Linked DNA regions of Arabidopsis thaliana: all the other regions are linked to region 3. The links are chromatin contacts, called in public capture Hi-C maps. All regions are on one chromosome and are shown on one strand. The core of a region is the stretch at or near the end of the contact, and the rest is flanking DNA. Distances in the headings are between cores, read along the strand shown. Region 1 holds the start of LACS7 (long-chain acyl-CoA synthetase 7). Region 2 holds the start of TIF3B1 (translation initiation factor 3B1). Region 3 holds the start of LON1 (lon protease 1).

The links. Capture Hi-C pulls out chosen DNA fragments and counts their contacts.
Region 1: a contact with region 3 is called in a capture Hi-C map of seedling, with 2.2 times the contacts expected there. The contact joins the promoter of LACS7 here to the promoter of LON1 in region 3. A contact is called at or near these places in 1 of 26 Hi-C or Micro-C datasets (vegetative nucleus) and 1 of 3 other capture datasets (seedling).
Region 2: a capture Hi-C map of seedling shows a contact between it and region 3, with 2.4 times the contacts expected there. The contact joins the promoter of TIF3B1 here to the promoter of LON1 in region 3. A contact is called at or near these places in 1 of 26 Hi-C or Micro-C datasets (vegetative nucleus) and 1 of 3 other capture datasets (seedling).

What each region holds. Positions count from the first base shown.
Region 1 is chr5:9,741,233-9,744,686 of TAIR10.1, forward strand. It overlaps LACS7 (long-chain acyl-CoA synthetase 7), which reads left to right and starts at 1,260. Exons shown (of 23, transcript NM_122642.5): 1 at 1,260-1,516; 2 at 1,614-1,674; 3 at 1,769-1,846; 4 at 1,933-2,004; 5 at 2,100-2,181; 6 at 2,264-2,369; 7 at 2,458-2,534; 8 at 2,660-2,704; 9 at 2,787-2,873; 10 at 3,007-3,096; 11 at 3,188-3,267; 12 at 3,349-3,442. The coding sequence starts at 1,384.
Region 2 is chr5:9,783,047-9,786,980 of TAIR10.1, forward strand. It overlaps TIF3B1 (translation initiation factor 3B1), which reads right to left and starts at 2,242. Exons shown (of 12, transcript NM_122646.4): 1 at 2,145-2,242; 2 at 1,604-1,737; 3 at 1,116-1,353; 4 at 794-940; 5 at 392-520; 6 at 88-216. The coding sequence starts at 1,713. It overlaps AT5G27650 (Tudor/PWWP/MBT superfamily protein), which reads left to right and starts at 2,361. Exons shown (of 2, transcript NM_122647.3): 1 at 2,361-3,614. The coding sequence starts at 2,465.
Region 3 is chr5:9,448,683-9,452,361 of TAIR10.1, forward strand. LON1 (lon protease 1) reads left to right here and starts at 2,270. Exons shown (of 19, transcript NM_122568.4): 1 at 2,270-2,797; 2 at 3,195-3,260. The coding sequence starts at 2,366. It overlaps AT5G26850 (Uncharacterized protein), which reads left to right. Exons shown (of 18, transcript NM_001036870.3): 11 at 50-199; 12 at 315-393; 13 at 473-597; 14 at 686-877; 15 at 977-1,111; 16 at 1,195-1,320; 17 at 1,411-1,605; 18 at 1,777-2,214. The coding sequence ends at 1,902.

The DNA.
Region 1 (3,454 bases), core at 10-2,509, 290 kb after region 3:
CAAAATATCAATATTAAATAAATAAACTAAAATTCTAAAAGATAAAAATTAAAAGGTTCAAGTTCAAATAGTTAATTTAGACCAACATTTTCATTAGTTTTATCAAAGATAATATAAACCTCTTTTCAAATCTGGTTTAACAAAAAAAGATCTTAAAACTCAAAGTCTTCCAAAATTAGTTATATGTATTAATAATTTTAATATTTTCAATTTTAGTTATTAAATTTTTAAAGTCAATAAAAAAAATTTGTCGTATGTCTATTTCGGAAACGTGAGTTTCTATTTTGGAAACGTAAGTTTCCATCGTGTTTTCAAACCTAGATTTTTAGGAAACGTGTTTCCGTGATGTTTTTCGTGTTTCCGGAGAGTTTCCGTTTCCGAAACGTTTCGGAAACGAGAAACGCACCTCAGAGCGAGTTTCCATGCAACCTAGCTTATAACTGTACAGTCGTACTCCTCAACGTGAAACAAAAATAATTCCAATTAAACCGGAACAGTATACCTAACTAAACCTGACTAACTAAACCGTACATTCAACAGTTTCTCTGCTGTAGCAGCAAGGGCAAAATGATCAAATTTCAGCTGAAAAGACAAAACGTGAAAACCACCTTTCACTTTGTCAGTCCTTAAAAATAAAACATGATCAAAGGGTGTGGCCTGCAAATTACCCTAAAATTAAAAGCATACAAGTTCTGTAACCAAGGTTGGCACAATGTATTCTCTTGTGTTACTTAAACTATGATGGAGATCTTTCCGTTTGCCTAGTTTTTGAGAATTTGGTTCATCTTCTGTGTTGCAGCCGAACTTAACTGGGAACTTAAACAGCATAACCAGTCTACATTGGTACTTAAAGATTCAGGTTATTGCTTCTGGCAATGCCAAAAACAACAGGTTTCATGGTCTACAATAATAACCAACATGAACATTTGTTGGTAAAAGATCAAATAATAATTTTATTGAAAAAAATGGTAAATTATCCACATAGGGAAGTGTGCCTTATTTTGACGTAAGCAAAATACATGTGAGAAACAAAAGTACATTACTTTAGTGAAATGAGGCGTTTTTGGTGAGGTGTTAAAAAAAAAATGGAAAACATGATTAACGCCTATCCAAAATATGTTGTTTATGGAATTTTATAGCCGTAGCATCACACAATAGTTTTACATATTTATGCTCATTTTCATAATTCAAAGATTTTATTCCTTTTCTTCTATAGTAGATTTGTGAGCTAAAAAATTGTTTTCAATTGACTTTTCATAATTTTATTACTATACTAGTAGATTTGTGACGTCATTGTTTTAAAGTTGAATTTTTATAAAATGGTAATTAATCGGTTTATTTCGTATATTCCTGAAGACATTTTTTCTGAAGAAAGAAGAAAAGATGGAATTTGCTTCGCCGGAACAACGTCGTCTCGAAACCATTCGATCTCACATCGATACTTCTCCGACCAACGATCAATCATCATCTCTATTCCTCAACGCCACCGCTTCTTCTGCTTCACCTTTCTTTAAAGGTAAAGCACCTGAAAATTACCTGAAAGTTAGTCTCTCCATAATTTGAAATTTTCTCTGTTTCTTGAGTTTTTAAGAGCTTTGGATTGTTTTCTCTAGAGGATAGCTACAGTGTTGTGCTTCCAGAAAAGCTTGATACTGGAAAATGGAATGTCTACAGGTTTTTAAAAAACCAGTCCTTTCTTTGTTGTTACGTTTGGTTTTTTGATAAGTGTGTGTGATTATGAATCTCTGTTTTTTTTTGGCTGTGACAGATCTAAAAGATCGCCTACGAAACTCGTTAGTAGGTTCCCGGATCATCCTGAAATCGGGACTTTACATGACAATTTTGTGTATGTTTTGATGATTACTTCTTTTGAGGTTGTTTTAAATTGATTGGCTTTAGTTTGTGACTGGCATTACGTTTTTGTGGAATCAGACATGCTGTTGAAACATATGCTGAAAACAAGTATCTTGGTACACGAGTTCGGTCCGATGGAACCATTGGAGAGTGAGTTTTAAAGCTGTTCTTTTGCTTTGAGATTTTCGCTATGGAGTTTTGAGCTGAGGTAGGTTTTTATGTTTCTGTGATATGTTTTTATGAAGGTATTCATGGATGACATATGGAGAAGCAGCGTCTGAGCGACAAGCCATTGGTTCAGGACTCTTGTTTCATGGAGTTAACCAAGTATGTTTCACTCTACTTTGAATGTAAAACTTATGCAGCTATGGTTCTTGTAAAGAAAAAGTTTCTTCATTTAATGGAACAGGGAGATTGCGTTGGACTCTATTTTATTAACAGACCAGAGTGGTTGGTTGTGGATCATGCTTGTGCAGCATATTCATTTGTCTCTGTTCCTTTATATGATACACTTGGTAACCAATCTAAATTTGATTTTTTCTCTTTAGTTTTCGAGTTTTGCAAGCCTTGTCTCTTCTTAATATGATTCTTCTGGTTACGCAGGTCCAGACGCTGTTAAGTTTGTGGTGAATCATGCTAATCTGCAAGCTATATTTTGTGTACCACAAACCTTGAATATTGTAAGTGTGTTTTGGTTTGTTAAAGTGCTAGCTATTATCTTCTGAGAATCAGTTCAAGTATAGTCTAAATTGCAACACTTTCGATCATGAATTGTGTTTGTCTTTTTTTGTTGGGAACTTTGCAGTTGCTAAGCTTCCTAGCGGAAATCCCATCCATTCGTCTCATTGTGGTATGTACTTCTCCAATATGTAATTTCACTGTAAGCTAAAATATATACTCCCACTTATAAATATGTTTTGCACTGTGATTAGGTGGTGGGAGGGGCTGATGAGCATTTGCCATCACTTCCTCGAGGAACTGGAGTCACAATTGTATCATACCAAAAGCTATTGAGTCAGGTAGCCTTTTACAATGGGTTTTAACTAAAGTACTAAACATGTGTTGTTATCTTGGTGAATGATGTCTCTGTTCCTGTAATGAGTTTTGCTTGGTAGTGAAAGAGACTTCATGTTGCCACCGGTTATCTTGTAGGGTCGAAGTAGCTTACATCCATTTTCGCCTCCAAAGCCAGAAGACATTGCAACCATATGCTACACAAGTGGAACCACAGGAACACCAAAGGTGAGTTTCTTCTGGTTGAAATGGTGCATAAATCACTTTAAAGCTAAATACTCAACTATATAGTTGATTTCATATGTTCTTTGTTTCCAAGGGTGTTGTGTTGACTCATGGAAACTTGATCGCGAATGTCGCTGGTTCCAGTGTGGAAGCAGAATTCTTTCCTTCAGATGTGTGAGTTGAACATTTCCCTTCAGAAGTGGCACACATAGTTTTAATGGAAGAGTCTTTGACTCAGATGTCTTCTATTTATAGTTACATATCATATCTTCCTTTGGCGCACATATATGAACGTGCAAATCAGATTATGGGGGTGTATGGTGGTGTTGCTGTCGGTTTCTATCAGGGGGTATGTAAGCTC
Region 2 (3,934 bases), core at 992-3,491, 330 kb after region 3:
CTAAAACATAATCAACAAAAGATGCAATTTTCAGGCCAACAGAGGAAAAACGGAAGTAATATGTAGCAATTGAAAGGAAATTCAAACCATAGAATGCTGATAACGCATGAGACGCGTGAATGTATCAGCACCACCCCAAACAGCTGCCCCCTGCTTGTGGAGTGTCACAAGGTATGTACCTAAAGGAGACCACTGCACATAACTCTCTGTCCAATACTGCATAGGAAGAGAACATCATTAATTCAAATGAAGGTAACATAACATATAAAAGTGCTCTAAACAGTCAAGTAAACAAATAAGGGATATTAATTCAAATGAAGGTAACATAACATATACATTGCTCTAAACAGTCAAGTAAACAAAAGGGATATACACACAGGAAGTAACTTACAGGACGCTTATGAACAGGTTCAGGCGCCTTCTGCCTAGTATCATTCCAGAAAACTTCAGTATCAGGGCCAGAACGAATGACTAGCTGGTCTCGGGCTTTTTCATCAGTAAGCCATTTTTGCAAATTTTCCTGAAAAAACAAACACCATATAAGTAACGACAATTAGCACCACAAAAGGCTGCAATGAATTAAAATATATACATGAAACAAGAGTTATGAAATTATAGTTATTAGTTAGTATACATCAATTACGTAAAAAGATCCTAACCCTAACGCAGCAGGCAAACACAAAATAAATCAGCGAATTACCAAAATAAAGAAGTGATTACACAGACACAATGGAAGTTATTCAAAGAAAATTATTCAAGGTACAGGGAGTAACATGATGAAAACTACACATACCCCAGGGACGTAGGGCCTGGCCTGAGGAGGCTCCCACTCCTCCTTCACATTCATCAACCTGTCAAAATCATCGAACATGTTTACAGCAAAGATGTGAGACTTGTCCAACTTGTAGCCATGAGACTTTTCCTTAGCGTTTTGTGCTTCCTGCAAAGAGCCCCAGACATTGAGAGAAACTCTTAGGAAATACTCAACCATTAAGAACAACCTAGTTTGGGCTCCTTTCTAACAAGAGAAATAAAGTATTGAAACATATGACGCCGACATTATTGCTTCAGAATCCAACAAAACAGAGATTAAGCTAATCAAGTAGATAAATAACCTGAGGAGTGTTGAACTCAATAAAACAGTAGCCCAATGTCATCTTGGTATCGGGATCAACAGGCATCCACAGTCCATTTTCCTTAATCACACCTAACTGGTTGTAAATTTTCTTGACAACACCTTCAAGTTTCTCAAACTTCTCCTTGGGAACAACAGGGAGGTGATCGACCACGATAATGTTACCGAATCCAGTGTCGAATTCAGACTGGTCATCCTGGTAAACAGCTTCATCATCACTACAACCATCACAGAAAAAAAAAGTGTATAACGAATCAGTTCCATTTTTCATACGTTCATAGATAAAATGTATAAATATAATAAGCTTTGCACCATCAAGGAAAGAGATAAACCAATTCGAAATACACAAAATTTTCATACATACAATAGCAAAACCTAGAATAAAATCATCCCATCGTATAAACACAAGAAGATTAGAAATAGAAGTGACCGTATATGAACAACCAGAGATCTAAAGGAAAATCTCACCTCTCGATCCCAAAGTCTTCTCCAGGAGGAAGTTGGATGGAATCAAAATTAACCTGAGACCAATCAATCCCTAACTTAGCAGCTCGGGCATCAATATCAACGACCTCCATGATTTCAAACCTTATATCAAAAATCTGCCAAAGAAAGCCATATAGAGAGAGCTATCAGTCTTTAACACATTCCAACTTTAAGTCGATAAATAAATGTGAAAAATCTGAGTCTTTAGATCTAAAAGTAGGTTTTTTGTTAACCCTAAACAAGTATTAAAACAACAAACTACCATGGCCAAATGTTCAAAGACTAAAACTTTGAATCATCACTCCCACTATAATGTAAATCTAAAACCATGCCTATAGAAATTATTAACTATACTCTAGTTTTATTTAATCTAGAACCCAACAACAGGTGAAATGGAGAAAAATGGCAAAATTTTCCTGAAGGCTCTCTTATATCTATTGCATCGTTCTGGATCCTGTCTCATAGCTACATAAGAAAAGACAAAAAAAACAAATGAACACTGAAATCGAGATAAGAAACGTACCCAATACAGAGATCAGCCGAGAGCAAAAAACAAAGAAGAAGACGGCGCTTGAAGGTGAGGAAGAAGGAGCGATTGTTTTCAGGTCTTTTTGGATCATACGACGTCGGTTCCTTAAACGGGCTTATAAATATTTATATGGGCCGGGTAAGCCCAATTCAATAGTAATCAGTAGATCTAATTTATTGTCTTTCTCTCGATTAGCTTTTTTTTTTTTTTAACAATAATCCGTCTCTTTCATTTGGTGTCCTCGAGAACCAAATTCGGATAATCTCTCATCGGAGGATCGTTGTTGTTGTTGCTAGGGTTCTTATCGATTTGTAATGTACAAAACTAAATTAATCCCGGTGATGAACGAGGATGCTGTGATTGTTCAACAAACGGATTCGATTCAGGATCCTAAGGTAACTCCAGATGATACTGTAGTTGATTCGAGCGGGGATGTTCACGAAGCCATTGATGATGATGTTGAAGCTTCTTCACCTATGGAGCTAGATTCGGCGGTTACAAATGACGCTAGGGTTCTCGAAAGTGAGAGATCGGAGAAAGATGGTGTCGTAGGGAGTGAGGAGGAAGATGAGATTAAAAGCGAGGATGTTTTAATTGATAAGGATGATGAGAGTTCTGAGGTTAAAGAAGAAGAAGAAGAAGAAGATGGCTCTGATGATCAATCTAGTGAGCTTGGTTCTGAAGCTGATGAGAAGGAATTAGATTTGGGTTTGAAGGAAGAGAAAAAAGGAGTTTCGGATTATAAATCTCTTTTATCTGAGTTTGATGATTATGTTGCAAGTGAGAAAATGGGTTCTGGAGTTTCGAGGGCATTGAGTTATGGGTTTGAAGTTGGAGATTTGGTTTGGGGAAAGGTAAAGTCTCATCCTTGGTGGCCTGGTCATATATTCAATGAAGCTTTTGCGTCTCCTTCTGTTCGTCGTATGAGGAGGATTGATCATGTTCTTGTTGCGTTTTTCGGTGATAGTAGTTATGGTTGGTTTGATCCTGCTGAGCTTATTCCTTTCGAACCGAATTTAGAGGAGAAATCACAGCAGACGGTTTCGAAGCATTTTGTGAGAGCTGTGGAGGAAGCCAAGGATGAGGCGAGTAGAAGGTCAGCTCTTGGTTTGACTTGTAAATGTCGGAATCCTTATAACTTTAGGCCTAGTAATGTGGAAGATTACTTTGCTGTTGATGTGCCTGATTACGAGCTTCAAGCCGTTTACTCTGTTGATCAGATTAAGAATTCTAGGGATAAGTTTTTACCCGCTGAAACCATTTCGTTTGTGAAGCAATTGGCGTTAGCACCTCAAGAGTGTGATCCAGACAGTTTAAAGTTTATGAAGAAGAAAGCAGTGGTTTTTGCTTTCCGCAAGTCAGTGTTTGAGGAGTTTGATGAAACTTATGCACAGGCCTTTGGGACAAAATCACCCCGCAGTTCAGTGAGTACGCTGGAACCTCATAATAGAGCACCGCCTCGAGGTATTAGCCACTTTTCAGAAAATCATGTTATTGTTTGTATATGGGTTTTTTCGTTGTAGACTTGAAACAGCTTTCATATGTGTTACATAGATATTAGATACTGTAACTTGGTTTTAGGGTTTTACTTTTAGATCCTCTGTGCTCATGATTTTAGGATTTATATCTTTGTAGTTGAATTCTTTACATAGCATGCTTGAAAGAATAGTGAAGTCTCATTGATGCTAAACTGTGCATTCGAAAACGTGGCCTGATAACAATTCTGCGCCTCTTTCTACTATGGAGAGTCCCGCATACATTTACCTTGTTTGCTTTATTGTTCA
Region 3 (3,679 bases), core at 1,020-3,519:
AGGACCATCATATGTTTATGCAATTGTCTGATACTGTTTGGTGATGCAGTTACCATCGATGATGAAGTTTACGGAAGATCAAATCGGGCAACTGTTATCTGCATTTTGGATACAATCAGCACTTCCTGATATCTTACCTTCAAACATTGAAGCTATTGCTCATTCTTTTAGCTTGGTGCTTCTGTCCTTGCGACTAAAGGTCAACATAAAAGTTTCTCCTCTTTTCTGGCTCTCTTAATATTTCTCTTTCATAGAGGAAGTTTTCACTTTCATGACGCTATACTTAAAGCTTCTCATGATTATTTTAATTACAGAATCCTGATGACGGGCTTGTTGTTCGAGCCTTCCAGCTTCTCTTCTCATTGAGGACTCTTTCGTTGGACCTTAATAACGGTACTGATTGATGAAACTCTCTTAAACTGATCAAAGTTTAAGAAATCGCTTATGTGCAGTCAAACTTTCTCTTTTTCAGGCACATTACCCTCAGTTTGCAAGCGGTTGATCCTTGCTTTATCCACAAGTATGCTGATGTTCGCTGCCAAAATATATCAGATTCCTCATATTTGTGAAATGTTGAAGGCCCAACTTCCTGGTGATGTGAGTTCCCAATGTGTTGTTTCAGTTATTACTTTTATTTTATCCATGGAGATTGTGTATCACTTGATTATATACTCAAAATTTTCAGGTGGATCCTTATCTTTTCATTGGAGATGACTTACAACTTCACGTAAGACCACAGGCAAATATGAAAGATTTTGGGTCCTCAAGCGATAGCCAGATGGCTACTTCAATGCTGTTTGAGATGCGAAGCAAAGTAGAACTGTCCAACACTATTATAACCGATATTGTCGCAAAAAATCTACCTAAACTTTCGAAGGTAAATCTTATATTTTCTGTTTCTTAGTGAACAATACCTTTTAAGCCCCAATGTTCGATTCTCTTGTACTGATTTGATTTTATGTACTCTCTTGTTAAGCTCGAGGAAGCTGATGTGAAGATGCAAATCTTGGAGCAATTTACACCTGATGATGCTTTTATGTTTGGATCAAGGCCAAACATTGAACCTCAACCAAACCAAAGTATCTCTAAGGAATCGCTGTCCTTCGATGAGGTAAACTATTCTCTGAAGTTCCATATTCCATTGGGATTTTGATAATATTCAGAACTGTTAACACTTATGTTTCTTTATTACAGGACATACCTGCCGGTTCAATGGTTGAGGACGAAGTGACGAGTGAACTCTCTGTGCGTTTCCCCCCAAGAGGATCTCCCTCACCATCTATTCCTCAAGTTATCAGCATTGGACAGCTCATGGAATCTGTAAGCATAGACCACATTCGACATAAAGAAGAAACTGGCTGATATATATATTTGTGTCTTCTTATAATTGGTTTGTGATATGTTATCTAGGCGCTTGAGGTCGCTGGTCAAGTGGTTGGGTCATCTGTCTCTACTTCTCCGCTTCCTTATGACACAATGACTAACCGCTGTGAAACCTTTGGGACTGGTACTAGAGAGAAGCTCTCAAGGTGGTTGGCCACTGAGAACCGTCAGATGAATGGGCTCTATGGAAATTCACTTGAGGAATCATCTGCACTTGAGAAGGTACGTAACAGCTGAGTTGGTAAACACATTAGAACTACAAACTGTTAAAATCTGCTATGGTCCTTAGTAATAGTGAGAAAGATCATAACTTTGTGATACCAAATGGGCTGGTTAAGAGAAAGGTAGAAACTTTATCATACGAGGCTTACACGTTGAGACACGTTGTTACAGGTAGTAGAAGATGGGAACATCTATGGGAGAGAATCTGGAATGTTGCAGGATTCATGGTCCATGATGAGACTACCTCCAGCTAGTCCCTTTGACAATTTCCTCAAAGCAGCAGGAGCTGGAAGATGATTCAACTAACTTGATCATATCAATCTCTGTAGAAAGTGTGTAATCTTGTTGTTCTTATTGGATTTGTAGAGAACTAACTTATCTAGGGCCAATCACGATGCTTCTCGTAGTAATCTAGAATCAGTAGTAAGTAATGCTTGTTTCGTTAGGACAAGAATCTCTGTTAGTGTTGTCGTTATAATCAGTAGAGAACCAATGCTATCTAGATTTGTATCAAATTCTCTTCATTACCTTTAAACGCATCATCAAAACAAAATCGAAGATAAAGTTCACAACTTTAAAGGCCACATCTTTTACTAATGGCGGTGAAGCAAACGGCTTTAGTTGGCCGGACCGGTTTGGTTTTCTGATAACCGGAAAATTCAATGAACCGACTCCAAAACGACGTCGTGTTATTGTGAAGGCAAAATGGTGTTGTTCTCTCTGCTGCCTTTAAAATTGGGGTTTTGCTTCGTCGGGGTTTATGAAGGGCTTTGATACTAATCTTCGTCTACAGGCTTCTTCTCCAGAATTCTCCAATGGTTTCTTGCCTAAAAGGCAAAACTTTATAAAACTCAATCGCAGAAATTGTTACCCCAGATCTTCTTTCTCTCCCACCATGTTAAAGCTCTTCACTTCCTCCGCCTCTCGAGTCCACCATTTGACTCCGGTAAGTAGGGTCGTCGGGTCTTCTCCAGTGGAGTCTCCATTGTTCAAAGCGTTGAGTCAAATCACTGGGTGGAATCGGCGATCTACTTCGTTGGGTCATCGTGCTTTCTTCTGCTCTGAGCCTACCAATGGAGAGGCGGCGGCTGAAGCTGAAACTAAGGCGGTGGAGTCCGATTCTGAAGTGTCTGACTCCAAATCTTCGTCTGCGATTGTGCCCACTAACCCTAGGCCTGAAGATTGTTTAACGGTTTGTGTAACTATGGCTTTTTGTTCCTTTCTCTGTGGAAGATTTGTTAGTGCATTTGTATATGCGTTATTGGATCGTTGGCAATCTAATTGTATAGGAAAATTTCAATTCTTGTTGGAATTATTACAAAGTTGTAAACTTTGGTAATAACTGAGTGGATGATGCTTATGAGGTGCTTTACATCTTTGTTGTTCTATTAGTGGAGAAAGTTGAAGCTTCTGATATTGTATGTTGTTCTATGGTGTTTGCTTAGAGCATTTTTGAATCTGTATTTAGTGGTTTGTTGTTAACAGTCAAGCAAAGACTAATTGGATTTTGTGAACATTTTACATTTGATCATTTTCATTTTAGCGGAGTTATGTTTCTCCTGATGGAGTTTTCCGTTGTTTAATTGCAGGTTCTAGCATTGCCGGTGCCACATAGGCCGCTTTTTCCTGGTTTTTACATGCCAATCTATGTCAAGGTATGTCAATTCATCATTTTCTGGCCTTTAAACACTCTCCAAAACTTGGCCTTGTTTGGTTCTCAAAATCTCATTCGATTCTCTTTAAATGGAGCTGAATCTAGCCTTAGAACTAGTACCGATATCTTCTTATTTTGTTCTCAGTAGAGCATGGATCATTGATTACCTAGTTTACAATCAAAAGTGAAGAGAACTTACATATCAGCTGACACCTTCTTTGAAATATCTGCTGTTTGGGTTTCGACATATAGATCAATTTTAGCCGCATTTGATGCAATTTTTTTGATAATTTACCCCATTGTTTATTAATTGTAATCTTCCCCGCCTGGGACAAAATAGCTAAAAACTATTTCCGTTAAACCACAGCGATGACACGATCTTTATAGTTTGGGAGATGTCAGGTTTTGCTTCTCTGACCA